Linked DNA regions of Sus scrofa: all the other regions are linked to region 1. A link is a contact called in public HiChIP or PLAC-seq data. All regions are on one chromosome and are shown on one strand. Each heading gives the region's core, a stretch centred on a gene start, on an enhancer-like site or on the middle of the called end of the contact. The rest is flanking DNA. Distances are from core to core; before and after follow the strand shown.

Region 1 (4,660 bases), core at 1,048-3,547:
GTACAAATGCAGTAATGGTTGTTTTTCACCTAAGTATGTGACAGCAACTCTTAGAACAGTTACTAGAAAGTTGACCCCAACTATTGACTCCCTCTCCTGTCCCCGTGTGCTGTATTTTGGGCCACTGTAATGTCATGTGGTGCTCAACTGTGGCCTGGCGGACACACCATTATGGTGCCTGTGGTTCTGTAGCAGATCACGCTTCAGTTACAAAGAACTGATTCGACTGTTTACATTAAAGTCAGTCTGGTTGTATGGATGCTTCCGCCTTTTGGGGTTACATTGCTTACACTCGAGGCATATGGTTTTCTACTCACTTTCTACGCTGATGAGGGACCATCTTGTAGAGCGGTCAGCTTCCCTCCTCCAGCAGCTTTCAAGCAGTGGCCCGATGCCATCTGTGGGCGGTGCTGTGCATTTCTGAAAAGATTCAGGCCTAGACCGAATAGGTCCCCAAATAAAAGGAGATGAGCAGATTGAATGCCAACCATATGGCTGTTGGTTTAGATGGAGTTGTTTCATTCCATTCCCCAGAGCAATGAAAGACACAGCTTATCTTGAAACTAAGTTTGCATTGGATAACGGCACTTGGGATGGCTGGTAGGGAACAGTCATGGTAGAGTAGGTGCTGAAGAGTAAAGGGACCAGTGAGGCAAAATTGGAGGCTTGCGGGGGGGGGGAATAAATTAGGAGTTTGGGATTAGCATATATACACCGCTGGAATAGAATAGGTAAACAACAAGGATCTACTGTACAGCATAGAGAACTCGACTCAATATCTTGTAATAACCTATAATGGAAAAGAATCTGAAAAAGAACCTGTGTGTGTGTGTGTATGTGTAACTGAAATACGTTGCTGTGCACCTGAAACTAACATGACATTGTAAATTCACTGTACTAAAATTTTTAAAAATTTTAAATAATAATAATTGGAGCAGGACATAAGTGGCTGACCGAGAACATCAGAGGAGAAGAAAATGTTACCAAGGTCTCTTATGTGGTGTTTGTTTTCTTTTCCACTCTCTTAGCTTTCTGTCTCTCTCTCTCTTTTTTTTTTTTTTTTTTTTGGTAGTGATGATACAGTATTTCTGGGGGTAGGAATTCTATTCAAATAAAGAAAAGCAAATCAGTGAAAGAAAAAGGAATGGAGGCCAAAAATGGAAAGTATTTAATGAAAATGTCTCGGTCTATTCCTAAACTAATGATTATAATATGTTTCAGTTATTTTCTCTTCGACCTTGGTTTATGTGTTAACCAAATTTCATTTAGTTATTTCCCAAGAACGGCTGAATATCACACAGGAAATGTTTGTTCCGTCATGTGATTTGGTTAAATCCCCCATTTATATCTTGATGGAAAAACAGATTCTCAAAATTTGGGGAAAAAAAATTTCATTTCTTCTTTTTCATCCCCAGGCCAGTATTTCTTCCCCAGGCCAGTATTTAGTTTAAAAAAAAACAAAAACAAAAACAAAACTGGGGGGAGGCACGTATATCATATGCCGGTATCACTAGTGAGGATCAGACACAGAATGATCAAGAATGCCTTGTTTGTTGTCCTTGGATGGGGTTACAGCGAATGGGGGAGGCAGGACTTATAAACAGATGATTTACTGTTTACGATGGTGAAGGCTATGGCCAACGGTTGAGGGCGGTGTTTTCTAAGTCGTTGCTCACTTCTGTTCTGTGTGGGCAGACTTTCATTTTCCTCTCATCACCTCCATCACATTTCACATTGACTTCTTCTTTATTAACCACCAGCCTCTGACTTAGAAGATCTGAAACTGAAACCCGACTTACATGTAGTGAAACCCTTTCACCTTGCCAAAGTTTGGCCTCATCCCTTCTCTACAGTATAATGATCACTGTCAGTTGGAAAGAAATAAGGTAGAGTTTAAACGTGGAGTTGAGCGTGGAAGGGAGAGGCCAACAATGGTCTCATCCTCCTCTGGGATTTGCAAGTTTGGAATCTTTCAGAAAATGGAGATTATCCAAATAAGGAGAAAGCAAATGAAACCAGGCAGTCTGGCAGTGCCCGCCGAGAGTCACAGAGAAGGGTGGATAAGAACTCAAAGCCCTCCTTTCCCTTGTCAGGTAATTAAAAAGAAGGAGCTTTCTAGATAAGACCAGTGCTGGAAAGCAGGTCTTTTAAAAATGTTTGTTTATTTGTTTGTTTTGGCACAGACTTTGATCTGTTGGCCCAACTTAGAAAAAAGATGCAGGATGGCTTGATTGGGCTTCCGTGGCATTTCACCCATAGACACTGAGGTTCACTGATGGTGTGATTAACTAGAAAGGAATGCAAAATATGCTGACTGCTGAGGGGCAGATTTTGCCCGAATTTGATAGATGCTGCTGAAATGATAGAGAGAAACTGAGCCGCCTTGGAGAAAGATCTCGTCAGCTTTGCTAACGGGAACTGTGGCTCTAAAGCAAGAAAGTTGACTCTAAGACAGGCATAACCAGAACTTTTACACATATCTCCAGCTAATGTCATTGGCTATGCTCCCTTTTCTCAAAAACAGTTTTAAAGTGGCCTCCAGCCACTTACTAACCATGGGGATAAAAGCAGCCTTTTTGTGTGGAGTGATGATTTCCAAATTTGGGGAGCTCCCCTGTCCCCCTTCCTTGCACTGAAGTCTGATCAGCTTGCCCTCCCTGGCTGTCAAGTAGCCGGGGCCATTGCGCAGAGGAGATATTTATGTTTCTCCAGCCCCTCCCTCCTCCTGAACAGACGGAGCAGCTGCAAATGTTTCTTCCTGCATTTTCTGTGTGGCCCTCGGACTTCTGGCAGGATGCCCGGCCCCTCTGCCATGGATGGCTAGCGATGTGCCCTCCATGAGGGCATCTGATCTCAAAGTGCTAATGGCTGAAAATTGGGGGGAAGTCCTTATCCCAGAGCCATCTTTTGATCAAGGAGGGGCCCTCCGCCTGAGAGGAAATCTTTCCTGTTTACAGACTGCTGGGGCTTTGAAAAGCCCTGGCAGGCCCTGGGCCAGGCTCCTTAGCTTTTACGCAAAGGGGCCAAACAGGATGAGACCAGGATGGAAACTGTATATCATAGGAACCCAGAGGGGCAGGAAGTCACAACATAAGAAGGAATTCTTGATTAAAAGTATAATTGGAAAGGTTTGTGCTGGGAGGAGGGGAGAGAATGGCACTAAAATATGTCTACCTTGTGTACATGTTTGTAGGGAAAAAAAACCCATTAGCCCACCTTTTCTTCAGTTCTGTTTCTCTTGTCATAATTATTCTCCACTTTGGAGAAATTGGAAGTATTTTTTCTACGTGAAGATTCTGTGCTAAGTGTGTTCGGGAGAAAAGACCACCAAACTTCATTCATCCTTCTCATTATTATTTTCTATGGAAGAAACTGAATCCTTTGTAGAATAAAGTATTCTGGAATTTATATTTAGGAGACCGAAGACAAGCGTGGGTAGAGGTCACAGTCGCTATTCACAATGCTTTTTTTCTACATGCTGTTCTCTAAGCGCGACATAGATGTGAACCTTTAAAAAATGACTAAAATTTTTTAAAGGAGTTTCCAGTGTGGCTCAGTGGGTTAAGAACCGGACATAGTGTTCATAATGATGTGGTTTGATCTCTGGCCTTGCTCAGTGGTTAAAGATCCGGCACTGGTGTGGCTGTGGCATAGGTCTGCAGCTGCAGCCTGATTAGAGCCCTAGCCGGGGAACTTCCATCTTCAGCTGTAAAAAGAAAATTGAAAAAAAAAAAAAAAAAAAAAGCGAGAAGAAAAGAAAATGGCTCAAAAATCTGACACTACTATGAAAGGTTCAGTTTTTCCTGCTGCAAAAACTGGGCGGTGGTGGTGGCTGGTGAAATCCCACTTGTGATGTGGGAGTCCCCGCCAAATGCTGCGCTCCTTTTCCAATCCCACTGCTGGCACCACTCAGCCCCCAAGCGACCCCTGGATCACACTAGACGGCTCTATATCCACACCCAGGGAGAGCGACTCACGATCCACAACTGCAGACACAAGTCAGTCGTAACAGGTTTTATCACTGTCCTCGTGTGCCAACCAGAGTCTAAATTGTCCTTACCAGATGCTCCCTGTTGCAGAAAATGTGTTCGTGCAGAATTCTGCATCAGCCACCTTGCTTCGTGCCCAGCAGGTGATATTTATGGGCTGTTTACAAGTTGCTCGCATATGGCATCCTAAGGAAGTTTGTAACTTTTATATGCCGTCATCCAGTTTATTTATTTTATGAAACCTGCTCCTCCAAAGGTCAGCCCTCTTCTGCCTAACTGCTAACTTCAGGCTGAAGGAAAGATCCTGAACGTAGTCTTAGGACAGGGGAGCTCAACAGGTTTTCCAGCCTACCTAGGTAGGGCTGCCGCGCATGCGTCCCTGACATGCGGACCCCAAGGGCGGAGCCCAAGTGGGAAGCAGGCAATGGCTCTTCCTAGTCCAGCCCTACTAGTCCTGCTTTTTTGCATGGAAATGTCGCCTGCCTTGGACTTGGCTCAGCTCACGTGGCGGAGGGACACGGCAGCAACCCTGAGGGAAGGCAGGTAGTCAGTATGGGACTCCAGGAGGCCCGGTGGCAGGTACCGCGCTTCTGAAATCCTCGCCGGCCACCGTCCAACGTGGGGCGTCAGGACGCATGCGCAGCTGAGGCAGTGCCCAAGCGGTCCCTGAG
Region 2 (4,142 bases), core at 62-2,561, 270 kb before region 1:
ATCGCCATTGACAGAGACCAATGATGTGCCAGGCTATATTAAAGTCTGATTATACCAGCAGAAAAGCAAACAAACTCCTTGCTCATGGTCTGGCTGAGCAAATAGTCACAGAAATAGATAATCATTCGTTGGAACCCTATGAAATGACCATCTTTCTGTCCAATATGATCGATATTGAACATTTCCTCTGGTGTAACCTTTCTGATGCAATTTATTAGGCTCAGTGATAGAAATACACCCGGTTTTTTGTTGGTGGTTTGCATTTAGCATGCAACAGGGCAGTTCAGCTGGGGAGTGTGGATTGGAGAAGGGGCTGGGGTGGGGGGCACTGGGTAGGCTTGCTGGGGGATCTTTGGTCAAAAAAGATGAAGGCGTGGGCTACGCACGTAAGAACCTTCTAGAACAAAATGCCTTTACAAAAGTATCATGAAGAGGCCCTTTGTTGTTTCATCAGCAAAGTTGCTCCAAAAGAGAAGAACTTTAGAACTGAAGGGTGATGACCTAGGGAGCTGACACTGAAGCCAGTAAGTGTCTGCCTGACCCTTGGTTTTTTTGTTCTTACTACCTGGAGCGGGCTCCCTGACCTGATAGGAGGTGCCCCATCCTAGATCTTAAGCACCTTCTTGAGTCACAGTCAGCTCCTGTGAAGAGCCCTTCTGCCTCCCACAACTGGTGTCATCCAGCCATAGATTTTGCCTCTTCCTCTGGGAAATGGTTCTTATGCCCAGTGTCTGGATTGTAAGCCCCGCTCTGCTGGTTCAAGGTTGGTGACTCCAGGCCCGTAAGCTCTGACCTTGGCTAGCTTTGTGACTGGTCTCACCCTTGCAAAATCTTTTTGGTTTTCATTTCCTGGCTTTCATAACATCCATGTCTAATCCATCTGGCTCCTGTCATGTACTAATCGGGCTGCATTCTCTGGTTCTGCTTTTTATTCTGAGTGAGCGATCTCAAGCCCTGAAAAAAAGGGATTTTTGAAGCGGCAACACAAGAGCACCGGGGAGGAAGGCCTATTGAGTGAGACTCCAATAAACCTTTGCAGCAACTCAGGGTTCTCCGAAAGTTCATTGAAAGTGTGTTGCCACATCGCTGTCTGGGAAGCTCTTGATGGTACAGGCTGCCAATGGTTTCACTTTACGCTCTGTGGCTTACCACACAGACAGTATTATGGGGAGAAGAACAAGCTTGCAGCCTAATAATTCATTAGAACTGGGAAGCGTGTGGCTCATGAAGATAAAAGGTTGTATAGAGATACATGTTTCTGGATCTGCATCGCCGCCACCGCCACGTGATGAGACCAGACACATGACAGTGAAGAGGGGTGGATAAATGTGGCAGGTCCCTGCATTAAGGAGAAGTTGTACTTAAGAAGATGCCTCTTAAGGTTCCATCCAATTCTGATGATCCTGCGACTTGCAAAATCTTTCTTCTTCTTTTTTTTTTTTTTTTTTTTTTCCCAAACATGAAATAGGACCTTTCTTTACCGAATATCACTAAGGTCCTGTGACAAATGGGTGCTATTACTGTACGTTCTCTGAAGCCTGTGCGGCATGTCTAAGGACGTTTTAACTCATGTTCTCCCCCAAGCTTTTAATCATTGCAGGAAAGGCCTGGGACCCATCGGCAGGAGCAGCAGAGTGTGTTTGTAGAAGGTGGTTCAGAGCCCTGGAAGCTGTGCTTTGAGACACAGCTGGAGACCTCACTGGGAGCCACCCTAGTTGTATGTTTTCCTGCTGTCAGGGGCTAATCCGTGTCTGGATGGGCAGTTTCTGAGGCCTCATTCACAACTTTTTAGTAAAGTCTACCAGGAACTTGTTTTCTGTGATGACAAGATGCATCCCAAATTACTCTAAAGATGATATTGATTTTCCTGCAAATAATAAGTCCAGCCGCGGGAGAACCATAAAACTTGAAGTTGTTGCTTCAGTGAGCGCTACCATGTAATGTCAGTAGCTTTGGTTTTTATTTAATTTTGTGATTAAAGTTTTTATTGATTTCCCCGCAGGGTAGAATATATCAATACCTTTGGTTTCAAAGGAGCATTCAGAAACAAGAAAACATAAAAGGACTCCACTACAGAAAAGTGGGGCTTTATTTGAAAATTTAAGAAACTGCCACTGGGAATCCCCACGGTATATCTAATTTTGGATGGGGCCACTCGGCCTTGTGTGTAGACCTAATCCCTCAGGTAACCAGCAGGTTAAGGCCTGGGAGATTCAGTTCAGAAATCCTTAGCTAGTGGTTATGAAAGCTAAGACGTCTTTGCCAGAAGCTGATGCACCAGCAAGTGAATCATACTCCATGTTCCCATAAATCATGCAGCTACTTCCTCTTCACCAGAAAAGGAGAGGCCTGATGGGACCCCATGTAAGAGGCCTTGCGGGCAGCTCTGTGCGTAAGAGAGATGGTTCCTTGCAGAGGGATTGCATCACTGAGAAACACAGATTGCTGCCCTCACTCCAGTTGGAGCCCACAAGGATTCTACAGCGTCTACAAAATAATACAGGAAACGTGCGGTTTCCTTCAGAGTTAGGAAGGGCCACACAATGATCCAGTCACCCACTTTCGTGTGCTTTCTTCTCCCCTTGGGCGTGGGGGCTGGACAGGGTGCCTTCCCTTTTGTGGGATGGGCAGGGGGGACAATGTCTTCAGGCCACACTACGTTCCTATTACATAGATCAACTGGTTCTATAGCCTTAACACTCACAATTAAGATGAGTGTTTCCCCAGCGACACTTCACCCCATCCTCCCAACAGCTCCCACGTTCTCAGCCTTATTCCACTGCTTAGCAGACGAAGCCTTGGAGGGATGCTAAAGATGTATTTCATGACCTACAGGTAGCAAGTGGCGGAGCTAAAAATTAAACCTTGTTCGCTTGGCTCCTAATCCATTCTTCCCTGTGAAGATGGCATGAATCCACTATAGCCTCCTTGCCATGTGGGCACTGGTGGATTGGTTTGACTTTTTTTTTTTTTTTTTTTTTTTTCTGCTGAGTTGTTCTGGCATAGAAGAACCACGGAAGCCCGGTCTGCCCCGCACACAGGGCCACACAGAGCCGCTGTCCTCGGAGTACCTGGGGGTGCTGTTCCTTGGAGCGAGGTCTTCTTCTTGGTGCTGGAGAAACAAACACAGGCAGCAGCCCGGCAGATTTTGCAAGCTCACCAAATAGTCGTTTGTCTGCAGCCAGAAAGACAGGGCAGTTTTCACTCCCCCTGTTTCCTCCTTAAAAACACATTCCCCTTTGTTTGAAATTCCAACCAATTTCGAAAAGAATAAGGCAGAATGATCCCTGTAGCACACAATCCAGAAAATATAATTGAGTGCACTGCAGCCGGGGAGAGAGCCAGGAAACGGAGGGAGTGAGATGGCTATTCATCAATAAAAACAATATTAGAAAGAAGGCCCTGTCCTCTGGCCTCAGGACTGTCCCTCTCCCTCGCTGCTTCCTCCTGCTTTGAGAAAAACAAAGGAAAGGAAAACCTTAGTGCAAGTCAAAGAAGAAGGAGGAAATTCACATTTGATTCTTGATCCTAGAAACTCAGTGCATATTCAGGTTCGCATTGGATCGGTTCATTTGATCACCCGTGTTCCCAGGGAGAGGTCCAAGGGAGCAGAGCAGCCCTGAGTAGCTTCCAGGCTTTACCTCCAAGAACACGCCCTGCTCCAGGGCAAGCTCAGAGTCTCCCTCACGGGGAGGCACTGCCTAGAGGTCTAGAGTCACAGAGAGAGGCCAAAAGCAAATGCAGCCGAGAAGCAGGCATGACTGGAGATATTTGCCCACGCTGTGGGGCTAAAGTTCTCATCGGAAGGAGGCCTTTGGATTAACTGTTGTTGACACATCAGTCAAATGTTAAATACTTGGGAAATGGCCTGAAGTGACTACTGGCCATCAACTCAGAATGCTCAGTTAATTAACTGATCAAGTTATTTCTTGATTCCCCCCCCCCAAAAGGCTCCAAGGAGTTGACGCTTAAGACAGGTCGAGGAGAGGTGGTCTGGAGACTTTGCTTGTAATCAGAGGTCCCGCATTGTCTGGAGGACAGTGGGAAGGAAGGAGCCAAAGGGAACAGGCAGAGGCTCAAAGGTCCAAGGAAAGCAGTTACAGTTCGGCTCCAGTGAAGCTTCAGTTTGGGTAAATTTGGAT
Region 3 (4,587 bases), core at 1,207-3,706, 370 kb before region 1:
TTCTTGCTGGTTTCTAAAAGAGAGGAAGTGTGAGGATTAGAGGGGATTTGCAAACTGTATATTATAGGAACCACTTGCGGACTTCTGTCTAAACTTGATAGAACTAATGCAACATTTTTCCATGGATCAGATTTTTGTAGCATTCAACCTTATTCATCAAGAATGATTCTGACCATCCCTGACTCCTCGGTCCATTTCCAGGGTCTCTATTTAGGTAGAAGTCATGATAGCAGATGGTGTTCCCATGGAGTGTGTGAAAATTTCTGCAACCAAGAAACCAGGCAAGAACCACCTTCTGTCAATTCCATTAAAAGGTCGTTAACCAAATCTCATTCTTACCTGAGCCAGGGTTTGTTTATCTTTCCTTATGATTCTGGCCACAGTGAAGCCCGGATTGCATTGCCCAGCTCATCAGAAGACGAAGCTAAATTCCAGTTCTTGCCCACTGGTTGTTGACTGAACAATTAGGCAGGCATTCAACTCTACCAAGATTTAGGGGGACAGAGAGGAGAAGAGAACGTAGGAAGAAAAATAGAAGAAGAAATGATTTTGAAACTTCCCTACAAATTTTGATCATCGACACTTGGTTCTGGAAGAAATACCGAGAAAATTATGTGAACATGCCTTTGTATTAAGGGGTCATGATAGGGTCTGGGGGAGATCAGATGCCTGGGGATGGCTTTCCGCCTTTTTCTCCCCTTACCAGTTCTTCTCATCGCAAATCTCAGCAGGACCTAGACCTGTGTGTTTTACAGCACTTTGTATCACTTTTAGGTTTCTATTATTATCAAATGTAGACAGTTGAATATGAGAGGACCTGTCTGCCCTATAAAACTGTAAGCTCATTGAGTGGGGAGCATGCTTTGTTCATTGTTGTGCTTCCTGTGGTGCAAAGCACAGAACTATGTACATGCTAAATGCAAAAAGAAAAGAAAGAAAGAAAAATAATTCCCCATTCAGTAAGAATGAGGAAAACAGAGATTAAAGCTGGAAAAAAATGGTTTAAAAAACATCTTAATAGTAATAATTATCAATGAGAACACCATTCTGCCAAGATCTCCAAAGTTAGAACAAGGAGCAGGCACATATCACAGCACCTGTCCGTGTTTCTTTCAAGCTAGTTTTGTATTTTCTTTGCAACACTACACATTTCTTCCCTCTTCATACATTGACTTTTTGAAGCATGTTTGGAAGTGTTTTGAACTATATGTTGATATCATTTATACTTAATGAAAAGATACAGATGTGGTCCAAAGACTTTCTACATACCCTTTGCCAAGAATATCACTTATTGTTCACATTTTACCCCATTTGCTTTATCATTTACTACCACCCCCTCTTCCATTTCTCATGTGGGATCTTTGGAGAGTGAAGTACAGACACACCACCACAGTGAGTGGGTGTACATTTTCTAAAGACAAGGAAGGTCGCTTACCCGAGGCCCTCTTTGTACACAACGCAGTTGTCAAAACCAGAAAATACAGCATTGATGTAACCCTACTATTGGACCTATGATCCATAACATTTGTATCAGCTGCCCTGATAATGTCCTCTTTGTTCCGTGTCCTGGATCCCACTTAGAGCAGTGGATTCCATTTAGCTGTCATGTCTCTTTAGTTTCCTTTTCCTGGAACCATCCCTCACTCTGTCTTTGTTTGTCTTGACTTTGCTCTTTTCAACGAATACAGGTCTGTTGGTTTGTAAACCACTTCTCAACGCATGTGTATCGAATGTTCCCTCATAAACAGGTTCACGTTCTCAGTTTTTGATAGTAATACTACAAAAGTGAAGCTGTATCCTTCTTAGTGCATCATATGAGGAGACGTGTGACATCCATGGTCCTATAATTGGTAAGGTAAGGTTGGGTTACATGGTTATGATAATGGCTGCCAGGTTCCTACAGCTTTTTAGGGCTCTTAATTACCTATATAAAATTTAAAGATAGAGCCGAAGGAATTCACAATTGTGAAGCACAGCTGGGAGGATGAGTCATTTCATCCTTGTAGATGCATTAAAATTCCCTAAAAAAGCCATGTACCTGGACCAAAACAGCCTGGCTATGTATAGAATTGTTTTACCTGAGTGCACTCGGTTTTGTGCCATGGGGCTTTATAGTAGAGTTGAGAGGTTGCCTGGTCTTTGTCCTGTGTTCCTGACACCCCTAGAATTCTGCAAGGTAGGAGTATCTTTGTTATTCATGACTTCCTTGGGTCCCTGAGTTCATGCCAATGAGATGGCTCAGGGTAAGGGGTGGTCATCAGAAAGATCAACCAAGTGATGAGACAGTTGGGTTCTGAGGTAGCCTGACTCCCAGGGAGGGAAGTGGGGATACAGATTGAGTTCCATGCCTACACAATGACACCTTAGTAAAAACTCTGGACCTTCCTAAGTTTCCTGGTTGGTGAGACATCAGTGTATCAGGAGGGTGATGCACCCAATTCCACAGGCAGAGGGCATGGAAGCTCTGCATTCAAGACTCAGATCTTGCGTCATGAGTGTCTTCATTTGACTGGGCCTGCTGTGTGTTCTTTATGATAAAACGGCAATTGTAAGGATAGAGATTTTCTGACTTCTGCGTGCTGTTCTAGTGAATTTCTCAAGCCTGACACATCATGGAAAGCCCCTGGTTTTGGAGCCAGTTGGACAAGAGTGCGTGTGGCTTGGGGACACTGCTTCTGGCTAGCATCTGAAGTAGGACCGTCTGTGCACTCTGACTTTATTTGTAGGTCTGTGTTAGCTGCCGGTGGGTGGTGCCAGAAAGAACTTCAACATAAACAGTTGGTGTCAGAAAAGGCTCTTATAGAGGGACATTACATAAGTTTATCATGATCCTTGAATTTAATAACAAAGTTTCCATTAGGAATGTGCACATATATATGCGTATAAAATGAATTATACACCTATCTATAAATATGGATGACACCAGTGAAACTTTATTTTTTTTCTTTTCTTTTTACAGCTGCACCTTCAGCATATGGAAGTTTCCAGGCTAGGGGTTGAAAGGGAAATGCAACTGCAGGCCTACGCCACAACCACGGCAACCATGGATCTGAGACGCATCTGCAACCTCTGCTGCAGCCTGCGGCAATGCCGGATCCTTAACCCACTGAGCGAGGCCAAGGATAGAACCTGCATCCTCAGGGGGACTATGTTGGGTTATTAACCCAATGAGCCACAATGGGAACTCCCACTAATGAAACAATGGGAACTCCCACTAATGAAAAAACAAAATTAAAACTTCATATGAAAATAACAAAATTGTTATAATAATCATTCCATTTCTCTTTAATCCTTTAGTGATCCAAGGTTAGAATAAAAAATTCTGGTCTTCTGTGTTTACTTTTTAAGGAATTTCCAAACATTTACTTAAGTAAAACTTAACCGAGTTGGTATTGCCATTTTATGTGAGAAAAATGATGAGAGTTGCTATGAGATGTTCTAAGGAGCTTGATATGTAAGTTTACTCAGCCGTGTTTTTCTTTGGCCAGACTGTACTCACTCATCCTAGGTGCTAATATGTGCTCTACCATCTGGGAAAGCTTCTCAGTGGAGGAACGAAGTGGGCCCTTGAGCACAGGAATTTTTTTTTCTCTTAGTCAATATGTGAGCACTTTAGAATTGTTCAAAGATTTCTAGGGATGGAAAGAACTCAAGAGGTTCTGAAGGGTTTTTTTGTTTTTAGGGCCACATGTGTGGCATATGGAAATTCCAATGGGCTAGGGGTCGAATAGGAGCTGCAGCTGAGGGCTCACCACAGCCATGGCAACAGAGGATCTGAGCCACATCTGCTACCTATGCTGCAGGTTGCGACAATGCCAGATCCTTAACTCACTGAGCAGGGCTAGGGATCGAACCCTCATCCTCATGGATATTAGCAGGGTTCTTAGCCTGCTGAGCCATAGTGGAAACTCCAAGATGTCTGAAGTTTGCTGCCATATCTTAGGCAAGGATTATACTCAGATCATCCCAGGAAGATCTCACTTTGTCATTAGAATAAAAAGTGTAGAGCAATCTGGAATTACCCCCCCATTCCTCTGTTGCTAGGCTTTTGTTGCTCCGTAATCAAGAACTGGATCCTTTCTTTGGATTTCCCTCTGGCCAAGGGCAGCCATGGGCTGGAGCACAGAGCAGGGCTCAGCAAGACAACTCACTGTTTGAGGGGAAGATTCTCTGGAACCCATCCTTTCTAGAGTGGGCGTTTGCTAAAACCATCCAGGGGCTTCTGGAGCTAAGGCAGGGTGGGGCACTACCTGGATTAATAATGAGTGAGTTCCAACTCCCCTCATGGGCATCTTGGGCCTTGCCTGCTGACTTGGACATTGTTGGTGGACCAACGCAGTAAGGAAGTGAAATTCCTCACCTGCTATTTGTAAAAACTGAGTGAGAGGCTGGAATAGAGAGCGATTTCTCTAGCTGTTTTGTGGAGGGAAGAAAAAGAGGAAATATGGAATACCTTCTCTGTGCAGGAACAGTTATCTTCTTTAATTCTCAACCCATGCCCATGTCCACTTTCTTCAGTGCCTTTGTTTGTCCATTTACTGAAGTGTTTAGCGAGTACTTACTAGGTGCTGGGCATTGTGCAACATA

Evidence for each region. HiChIP or PLAC-seq counts read pairs in DNA pulled down with a chosen protein or histone mark.
Region 2: an H3K27ac HiChIP or PLAC-seq map of alveolar macrophages shows a contact between it and region 1. The contact joins two enhancer-like sites. A contact is called at or near these places in 1 of 47 Hi-C or Micro-C datasets (liver) and 1 of 2 datasets of contacts at active chromatin or transcription factors (alveolar macrophages).
Region 3: an H3K27ac HiChIP or PLAC-seq map of alveolar macrophages shows a contact between it and region 1. The contact joins two enhancer-like sites. A contact is called at or near these places in 2 of 2 datasets of contacts at active chromatin or transcription factors (alveolar macrophages and skeletal muscle).

What each region holds. Positions count from the first base shown.
Region 1 is chr10:56,398,143-56,402,802 of Sscrofa11.1, reverse strand. All of the region lies in intron 3 of NRP1 (neuropilin-1), which reads left to right. Among named protein-coding and RNA genes, the nearest start is that of NRP1, 30 kb to the left of the region's middle. Within about 2 kb of position 2,297, at least 38 of the 83 cell types and tissues checked have an H3K27ac peak or open chromatin away from gene starts, as enhancers often do. A contact at or near this core is called in alveolar macrophages and liver, where this site is marked.
Region 2 is chr10:56,669,395-56,673,536 of Sscrofa11.1, reverse strand. LOC106505187 (a long non-coding RNA gene) reads right to left here. Exons shown (of 2, transcript XR_001299347.2): 2 at 2,979-4,142. Among named protein-coding and RNA genes, the nearest start is that of NRP1, 240 kb to the right of the region's middle. Within about 2 kb of position 1,311, at least 26 of the 83 cell types and tissues checked have an H3K27ac peak or open chromatin away from gene starts, as enhancers often do. A contact at or near this core is called in alveolar macrophages and liver, where this site is marked.
Region 3 is chr10:56,772,115-56,776,701 of Sscrofa11.1, reverse strand. No RefSeq gene overlaps it. Among named protein-coding and RNA genes, the nearest start is that of NRP1, 340 kb to the right of the region's middle. Within about 2 kb of position 2,456, at least 5 of the 83 cell types and tissues checked have an H3K27ac peak or open chromatin away from gene starts, as enhancers often do. A contact at or near this core is called in alveolar macrophages, where this site is marked.